Linked DNA regions of Mus musculus: region 1 is linked to region 2. Evidence: chromatin contacts called from public HiChIP or PLAC-seq data. All regions are on one chromosome and are shown on one strand. Each heading gives the region's core, a stretch centred on a gene start, on an enhancer-like site or on the middle of the called end of the contact. The rest is flanking DNA. Distances are from core to core; before and after follow the strand shown. Region 1 overlaps Dock4 (dedicator of cytokinesis 4). Region 2 has its middle 30 kb from the start of Gm40403.

What was found. HiChIP or PLAC-seq counts read pairs in DNA pulled down with a chosen protein or histone mark.
Region 1: an H3K4me3 HiChIP or PLAC-seq map of bone marrow-derived macrophages shows a contact between it and region 2, with 5 times the contacts expected there. The contact joins two enhancer-like sites. A contact is called at or near these places in 5 of 484 Hi-C or Micro-C datasets (CD8 T cells, the NIH/3T3 cell line, bone marrow-derived macrophages and 2 more), 2 of 115 datasets of contacts at active chromatin or transcription factors (bone marrow-derived macrophages and microglia) and 1 of 9 other capture datasets (embryonic stem cells).

Annotation. Positions count from the first base shown.
Region 1 is chr12:40,519,897-40,524,755 of GRCm38.p6, forward strand. All of the region lies in intron 1 of Dock4 (dedicator of cytokinesis 4), which reads left to right. Among named protein-coding and RNA genes, the nearest start is that of Dock4, 76 kb to the left of the region's middle. Within about 2 kb of position 3,010, at least 32 of the 459 cell types and tissues checked have an H3K27ac peak or open chromatin away from gene starts, as enhancers often do. A contact at or near this core is called in bone marrow-derived macrophages and microglia, where this site is marked.
Region 2 is chr12:40,275,595-40,280,655 of GRCm38.p6, forward strand. No RefSeq gene overlaps it. Among named protein-coding and RNA genes, the nearest start is that of Gm40403, 30 kb to the left of the region's middle. Within about 2 kb of position 2,212, at least 7 of the 459 cell types and tissues checked have an H3K27ac peak or open chromatin away from gene starts, as enhancers often do. A contact at or near this core is called in bone marrow-derived macrophages and microglia, where this site is marked.

The sequences.
Region 1 (4,859 bases), core at 1,760-4,259, 250 kb after region 2:
GCAAAGGCATTCTGTGTATTTCTTTCGTATTAGAGTGGATAGAAAGTCCCCGGATGAGGGGGTGAATGGTAGAGATAGGAAACCTGGAAGGAAGGGTTTTGCAAGTTAAGAACTGGATACCAAGAGGTCACTAACTCCACTGGTCTAAGTGGACAGAAAGCAGAAGTCACTTTGCTCCTGTGGGTTGGTTGGGAGCTGTGCTGGGTGTTTGTTCAGAGAGAACAAATGTAGATCTACTTTTGAAGCACTACGGACCTAAGGTCAACCAAGTATCTCATTGAAATTATGGTATCTGGTGACGGGGGCAATTCTCTGCTGTTCCTAGAAGGAAGAAGATAACTTGGACCTGAGACCCTATGCATGTAGAAATTAATACATATAACGAGTAAATGCTTTTTAAAATAAAAAGGTCATGAGATGGCATCAGGCTATTTTTTTTTCAGATGTGTTGAGGGGTGTTTGTTTAATTTCACAGTTTTGATGTGAGAAATAACATATAAAAATACATTGCAATATGTTTGACATATAATACATGCTCAATATGTGAGCGTTACTGGCTAATACTGTTACTTATTGAATGACTTCATGTCTAACTGAATTTCCTTGATACCTGATACTAGCTCAATTCTTGGTTATTGCAGAATAAAACAAAATCGTACTTGTTAGCCTGTGAGAAGCCAAACGGCTGGTGAGATCTAATTCTGTTAACTGTATATTTCAGACCTTCAATGTCTAAAAATATGTCCAGATAATGAACTGTTCTAAAATTAGCAAACAAATTTTAAAGAAATCTTTAAGGTCATGAAATCTGGCTTTGAAGAGCTCCTTCAGTAGATCTCCTGTATTGAATCATCTATAGCAATTATCTAACCCAGTCAACTATACTTTCTACTCCTGCTAACAGCTGCCACACATACGAACATAGTCACATATTTATACATGTGCTTTTGAAGAAGTCTGCACTGTCTGTGAAAGGAGTTTGAATAGTTAGTTGACAATGTCAGGATCACTTAATTTATATGTGATCGCAGAGTATGTTCTTTCTAGATGTGTATCTTTAGTTCTAATGTGACTAGTAAATGTCAGGGCACTGGTGTCTTCTCCTGAGCATATGAACAGTAAAAACACTCTTTTTCTTTTGTCTATATTACTAAATACAGGCAGACTTTAAGTCTTACTAATATTTTATGAAATTTGAGGTCTAGGTTCTCTTTTATGATATTACAACCTAAATTTAAAATATCACTCTCTAATAGTTTTTTTCCCTATACTCCAGCAGATGACGTGAGATCTCTTACACAATCTATACAGTTAAATTTTTATTATAACTTTTGCTCTCATTGTATAATTATTGTGATATTTGTACAGAAGGCTTTGCAGCAATGTCTAGATAGGCTACTAAAAGTGCTTTACCTAATAATTTGTATGTCAGCACTAAGCTGACCTTTGATATCCTGGTAAGAGCTCCATGAAACTGGTGTTATCATGATGGTCCTTTTATAGATAAGGAAATGGAGGCTCAAGAATATCCAGGACTTTCTCAGGGTCACAGTGGGATTTGTGTGGGCTGAGAATTCATGATATTTAACCTTCAGACTGAGACTTGCTTATGACTCTTTTCTGTTTCACTGTGAAGAGATTATTTCCAAAGTGCATCCAGGATACAGGTGCTTGGATTATGTGCCTGGGTTGCTGTATCATGTGATCTAATAAATGTCAGGTTCTTGGACAATGTTTAATGTGTCTGAGGCCTTTGGACACTACTAGTACTATAGAGCCTAAGAGCATCCTAGAATTTTACTGAGACAGTGGCAACAGGGGCTTCAATCAGGTGAATGCAAGTGTCTAGCCAGCCTCGAAAATCTACAGTTAATCAAATTCCCAGTTTCTCTCCTCCCTCTTTTCTCTATCCATTTATTTCTTCTCTGCCTTCTACTTATTGCAGCTTGATGGCTTCTATTTCTCTTCTCTCCAAAATGTCATATCTCTCCTGCTTCATTTAGTTCCTTTGTAGAATTGCATAATCACTTGAGTATTGTCTAAGGGTGATTTCACCACCAATAGTAGTTGAAAATGAAGCTGAAGTGAGCAACTCTGGTCTCCTTTCCCCCTTTTCACATTAGGAAAACAGAAAGATGCTAACACCTATTTGTAAGCAACCAAACACTCAGATCTAGGGAGAGTGGTTAAAGTTGTGTAAGTGCTCTGCATATTTGTAGAACCTGGGCTGGTGCTCTGTGTAGAAGAGATGGAGAGTTTGGGATGTGGGAGCAGAGTTGTTGGAGGGCCGAGATGACAGCTGCTTTTCCTTTCTTCTCTTCTTGTCATGGTGAATATGGCTGCTTTATTCGTGGGTTGCTGTTGTGTCTGGGTAGATATTTTAGGTGTTCATAGGGAGATGGTCTTAGAATCATGCATGACATTGGGGTAACAATCTATGAAAGGGGTCTTCAGTAAGTAGAGAAGTCTTAGGGGCAGTTTTACCTGTGGATACTTGTCAGTGGGTTGTTTAGGATGTCTGAGCTTTATTCTGGTGGTATATTTGACCACAGTGTGTATCATCTTCCTAAATCAATCTGAAACCTCTCCTCCTTACATTAATCATCTTGTCCATCTTTGACTGGCTCTCATTTGAAGTGGTCCAGTTAAGCATGATAAAAAAATTACCTAATGCTTCCTGTAAGTTCTCTGAAATGTAAGGAAGAGGAAGCTGACTATGACCTAAGTAAGCTCTTGGGGGTTTTAGAGAAGTGGTTGCTTCTGTTTGGTTTCAGTGGTTGTGCTGTGATATAAATTGGTAGATCTTTGAGCAGATCAGAGATTTGCTGGACAGTGGGAAGGCCTTTGAGTTTCCTCATGGGTTAGCAACGAAAAAAAAGTTTTAACGGAGTTGAAGGGCGAGAGGCTTAAAAAACGCAGTGTTGTCTTTGGATGCCTAAGACTGACCCAACATAAAGCAGATCTGGAGCTTAGCATGTGGGCTTCAGCTTCAGGTTCTATTTTAAAACAAGTGCCAAGTCAATTTTGCTGAAACGTGGCTTCTGCATTTCTTACACGCACTATGATGTACAAGAATGCTGTGTCTCAGAAGAAAATGGAGATAGAGACTTACATTCAAGAACTTAGCAATACATTACAAACGAAAACACACGAACCTAGTAAAAATAATGGCACGATTTTACACACATTAAGTGGCCAAGAAGTACATATAGATACTACAGTAAAAATGTAGTTACTCTGAGGAGAGCTTTTAAAACCACATATTAGTGTGGCTTGCAGTACAGGCAGTGAACAGAGGTGTCAGTCAGGGTGTGCAGGTGTGTTTTGTGAGTTTCTTCAATGCTTGATTCAGCTGAGTGTGCATTTTTAGTGCTCGCCCACCCTGAGGAAGCCATGCTAATTAAACAGAAATTTGTGTTATGCACAAATCATTTCCTTTTGTGCCATTTCCATTGGAACAAATTTGTGTTTTTAAAGCAAGCATTATAGAAAACTGACTGCACAATAAACTGTTTTGATTTTGTTTGTTCTCTTTGGTGTCTTAAAAATATAAATGGAAATCATTTAATTGGTCTAAGGAGGAGGCTTATCATTGCCTTCGCCATTACAGATGGAATTGAAGCCTGGGTTTATTTGCAATGCCAGGTACAGTGTAATGTTTGATCATTTGTATGACTAAGCCTTTTCATCTTGTTTGTGTCATGTGGCACATTTTCTTTGTGAAGTGGCTTGGGAAAATAGGTGCTTTTCTTTGGAGACTGGCTATAGTTATAAGATGAACAAAATAATAATCTATTTTAAGAAGGGTAAATAAATGAGTAAAGTGTTTCTACTCAGTAGAATATTAAGGCTTTGATTGTAGGTGGGAATACAATTAAGTGCTCAGTTTGTGTCTATAACTTAAGCTGTTGGCTACCAGATGCACGAGGCTGCACGGGGCTTGGTTCCATTCCTAGATCCATATATGTATGCCAAAATGGGATGGCGTAATGATACCTATTGCAACTTGGATGAGCCCTGAAAAGAGTGATCACAAACTGGACATAGAAGGTCATGTTATATCATTCTATATATATGATTTACCCAGAATAGTTAAATGCACAGAGATATCAGGGAGTTGGTTGTCTAACTGGTATGAGAGTTCCATTTAGGGTTGAAAAACCTCTGGCACTAGGTAGTATTGATGTTTCTACAACAACACAGATGTACTTAGGATCACTGAGTTGTATATTTTAAAATGTTAGCATTTAAAGGGATCTGCAACCCTATAGGTGGAACAACATTATGAACTAACCAGTACCCCGGAGCTCTTGACTCTAGCTGCATATGCATCAAAAGATGGCCTAGTCGGCCATCACTGGAAAGAGAGGCCCATTGGACACACAAACTTTATATGCCCCAGTACAGGGGAACGCCAGGGCCATAAAAGGGGAGTGGGTGGGTAGGGGAGAGGGGGTGGGTGGCTATGGGGGACTTTTGGTATAGCATTGCAAATGTAAATGAGCGAAATACCTAATAAAAAATGGAAAAAAAAAACAAAAAAAAAAGAAAGAAGAATCTATTTTTAATGTAACTAATTAAATAAAAAATACATACACTTTTTATATACAAGAACAAATATACAACATATTTGAATATACAAAACCAAAAATAACATAAGAAATAACTAACACATCAAAATTGGACAAATTTAAGAAGCAAAATATAGCTGTAAATTGGTTTAAAAAAAAAATGTTAGCATTTGAGCCTGAGAGATAGATGGCTCAGTGGTTAAGAGTACTTGTTACTCCTGAAGAAAACAGGTAGTCTATAACTACCTGTAAGTTCAGTTTCAGGGCATCTGACACCCTCTTTTGGCC
Region 2 (5,061 bases), core at 962-3,461:
AATAAATAAATCTTTAAAAAAAAAAAGAATGTTAGAGATTAATCCATTGCCTGTGTTACTGTCTATCTAAGCTGTTTAGATAAAAATGTTCAGTTCTAATCAAAGAAAAGAACAACAACAAAAAAAGTTCTGAAGAGGTCTAGTTTACATACCATGAAGCTCACTCATTTAAATGTGCACTCAATAATTACTGATGAATTTTCCAGTTGCATGCTGTGATGGCTATTCCCTATTGCCAACTTGACTCTATCTGGAATGAACTACAATCCAAAAATGGAGGGCACACCTGTGATCCAGATCTTGAGGCTAGAAGACACAAGCTTTTGAGCCAGACCTTGACATGGCTCACACACGATTTTGATCTGGATTTTGAGGCATCGTGTCCATGAAAAACTTAGGCCTAGGCAGGATAGTACAGCCTTTAGTCCCAGGAGATAGAGGCAAGCAGATCTCTGAGTTCAAGGGTAGCCTAGGACAGAGCAAGTTTCAAATAAAAAATAGTTTAAGTACAGGCATGAAGTGGAAACTTCTAGTCTCTTTGGAAAGTTAGTTATGTCAAATGATGTTAAAGTAGATGCAGATGGAAGGATGTTTTGATATAGTAAACATGTGAAAATACCTGTCATGAAGGATATAAATATGAACCCACAGACAGAGGGAGTCAAATACTGAGCACTGGTTTGGTTTATTCTGCCTCATCAATGACATATGTATATTAGTTCGTCTTACATAACTTTTTTTTTTTTTTTTTGGTTTTTGAGACAGGGTTTCTCTGTAGAGTCCTTGCTGTTTCGCTTTGTAGACCAGGCTGGCCTTGAACTCAGAAATCTGCCTGCCTCTGCCTCCCAAGTGCTGGGATTAAAGGCGTGTTCCACCACTGCCTGGCATATAACATTGTTGAGCTCAACTTGTAGCACAGACATTGAGAGAGAAGCTCACCCCAGAACTGTTTGTGAGGTTCTTCCAGTAGCTTGGCGCATCTTCGTCCTCACCTCAGGCCAATTGGCGAGCTTTGCAGTTTCTTCAAAATTGAACTACAGCTGCTGGTTCATGCTTGGTGTCTGCCTGACGATAGGACCGGACTGTAACTGCCAAGTCAAATAATTTCCTTTAATATATAGAGATGGTCCATAAGTTCTCTGACTCTAGAGAACCCTGGCTAAGACATATGCCAAAACCCAGTGGGAGATGCTTTGCTCACACATAGTCCTCACTGCTGCCCATTTACAGTTTCCCAGCTCCCATCCTCTGCTCTAGGCAACTTCTGATATATTTCCAGCCCTATAAAGTTGTCATTTCTGGACATCTTGTGTGAATGGACTCATGCAATATGTGGTATGTGGCTTCTTTTCCTCGCTCTCATACTTTTGAGTTCATTCATGTTGAGATATATATATATATATATATATATATTGTGATATATATGTGTGTGTGTGTGTATATATATATATATATATATACTTCTTTTTATTGCTGAACAGAATTTCACAGTGTATACAAGCTGTTAATCCCCTCATTCCTAGATGGGCATTTTGTAACTGCCTGGAGGCTATTAAGAACAACACTGCTATAAAGAGGCACAGGCATGTCTGTGCATGGCCGGGTCTTCATTTTTGCCAACAGAGATTTTAAGTATATAATTACTTCAGTAGCTATCGTTATGGTCATAGTTTCTTGCAACTATTGCCACAATCTAAATCCAGAACATTTCTGTCATTCCAAAGAGAAATCCCGTTCCCACTAGCAACCACTCCTTAGTTTCCCTTCCTCCCTCCCCTGTCAACCACTAAGCCAGTTTCTGTTTCTAATGAGCGGCCTATTTGGAATATTTCCGGTCCTAGTAATTTTCTTGATGTCCTTCTTGTCCTTGTCCTTATAGGGAATGAAAGAAACGGACCACATGTGGTCTCTGTGACAGACTTTTTTAAATCTAGCATTATTTATTTCAAGATTCATTACATACTATATGACTATTCTTCCTAGCATTCTGTTGGTTTCCACTTGGCCTTTGGGATTTTTTTTTTTTAATTTTTCATTTGTTTGTTTGGCAGTGTCTTAACCTAACAAGGTTAGAATTGCTATGTAGATCAGGAAGGCCTCAAACTTACAGCAATCCTCCTGTCTCTGCCTCCCGAGTCTTAGAGTACAGGCATGTACCAATATGTTTGTCAGTAGCTGTTATGAACAATGCTATTACCATTGCACAAGTTCCCCCTTGGACTTGTGCTTTAAATTCTTAGTTCCCTTTCGTGTATTTCTAGGAATAGACTTGTCGAGTCATGTGCAAACTATAAGTTTAAGTTTGTGAAGTGCTATTCAAATATTTCTCAGAGTGGCAGTACCATCTTACATTCTCATTGTTAATGCTGGAGGGTCTCACCAACACTTCTTCTTGTCTTTAGTTTTTTAGTTTTTTTTGTTTGTTTGTTTTAGTAGACTTCTGACTTTCTTAGGATTTCTATTGCTTTGAAGAAACACTGTGATCATGGCAGTTCTTATAAAGGAAAACATTTTATTGGGACTGGCTTACAGTTTCAGAGACTTAGCCCATTCTTGTCTTAGTCCATCATCATTATGGCAGGAATCATGGTGGTGTGCAGGACAACATTTCTGCTAGAGAAGAAGCTGTAAATTCTACATCTGGATTGACAGGCAGCAGGAAGTGACAGTGACAAACCTACTCCAACAAGGTCATACCTCCTAATAGAGCAACTCTCTATGAGTCTATGGAACCATTTTCATTCGAACTACCACATTTCACTCCCTGGCTTATAGTTATATTATAATGCAAAACATGCATTCTGTCCAACTACAAAATTTCCATAGTCTATAACAGTCTCAAACTTGTTTAAAAGCCCAAAGTTCAAAGTCTCTTTTGAGATTCATACAATCTCTTAACTGCCATTCTGTGTAAAAATCAAAATGATGAAGCAGATCACGTACATCTAACTTATAATGGCCCAGGATATACATTACAATTCCAAAAGAGAGCACGGTGAGAAATACTGGACCAAAGCAAGACTGAAAACCTGCTGGGCAAACTCCAGTCTCTGCATCTACATTTCTGAGGTGAAAGCACTCTTCAAATCTCCAACTCCTTTCAGCCTTGTCGATTGCAACACATTTGGTTCCAGTGGGTTGATTTCACTCCTTGTTAGCAGCTCTTCTTGGCAGGTATCCCATGGCTCTGGCATCTCCAACATTTTGGGGTCTCCAAGGCAATCCAGGCTTCATCTTCACAGCTTCACACAATGGTTTCTCTAGGCCTCCATAAAGAGATACCCCTGACACATGCCTTGCCTCAGTGACATTCCTTAGTCATGGAGAGAGATTCCATAAACCCCTTTCTTGTATCCTTGACTCTAAAGCCAGAACCACATGGCTGAAACTGCCAAGTTCTGCTGCTCGTTGGAGCTGGAACATGGACCCCCTCATACAATTACATCTCCATCAGATTTCTGTTTTGAACGTTTTACTGCCTAAAGTTGGCTTTCCTGAAACTTGCTCTGTAGACCAGGTTAGCTTCAAACTCAGAGATCTGTCAGCCGTTGCCTCCTCAGTGCTGGAATTAAAGGTGTGTCCCACTACATGTGGTCCTAAGGTTTTTGTTAATTCCTTTTCACAAACTGGAAACTGAGTAGGATTCTTTCCTGAGGTCACCACTCCTTTATTCCATCTAAGGTCAGGACATTCTTTAATCTGTTTATCTCTTTGAACAAAGAATTTAGCTCAATTCCACTTCCTGATAGCCCTTTTCTCCTCAAATTGTATATTTTGCATTTTTTTTCTTTCTCAGCATTCTCCCTTTCATTATAAATCTGCATAAGACTAGCCACTAACATCTCTAGGCTACATACTAAAATTCTCCTCTGAAACCTCTTGAGCCAGGCTCCTTCAGTTCAAACACTAGCACCACCGACTTCCATGCATCTACTAGGATGGTGCTCATTGAGCCCCACTTAAGATCATTCAAATGCTTTTCTAATCCAAAGTCCCGAAGTCCACATTCCCCCAAACAAAATCATGGTCAGGACTTTCACAGCAATATTCCACTCTTGGTATCAAATTCTGTCTATTTCTATTATGTGAAGAGACAACATGGTCACAGCAACTCTATGAAACTCAAGAAGAACAAAGACCAAAGTGTGGACACTTTGCCCCTTCTTAGAATTGGGAACAAAACACCCATGGAAGGAGTTACAGAGACAAAGTTTGGAGCTGAAACGAAAGGATGGACCATCTAGAGACTGCCATATCCGGGGATCCATCCCATAATCAGCCTCCAAACGCTGATACCATTGCATACACTAGCAAGATTTTGCTGAAAGGACCCTGATATAGCTGTCTCTTGTGAGACTGTGCCGGGGCCTAGCAAACACGGAAGTGGATGCTCACAGTCAGCTATTGGATGGATCACAGGGCCCCCAATGGAGGAGCTAGAGAAAGTACCTAAGGAGCTAAAGGAATATGCAACCCTATAGGTGGAAGAACAATATGAACTAACCAGTACCCCCTGGAGCTCGTGTCTCTAGCTGCATATGTATCAGAAGATGGCTCAGTCAGCCATCAGTGGAAAGAGAAGCCCATTGGTCATGCAAACTTTATATGCCTCAGTAGAGGGGAGCACCAGGGCCAAGAAGTGGGAGTGGGTGGGTAGGGTATGGGGGACTTTTGGGATAGCATTGGAAATGTAAATGAAGAAAGTACCTAATTAAAAAAAGAAAGAAAGACAGACAGACATGTAATTGGGGCTATAGAGGACAGAAGAGAGAACCAGATTTTCTGAGGCTGAAGTTACAGCTGCTTGAGATTCTCCTCATGTGGGTACTGGGAGCTAAACTTGAGTCCTCTGGCAGAACACTACGATCTCTTAATCACTGAATTATCTCTCCAAACCCGTATTATTTCTTCATTTTTTAAGGTTTTACACTTTTTATCATGGGTCACACCATTTATCTCCTGTGTAACAGATAAAAGCAAATCAGATCCCCAGCTTCAACAAGAACAAAGCTTAAGAGGTGAAAAACACTCAGCTCCATCTCATAGGGCTGATGCATGACC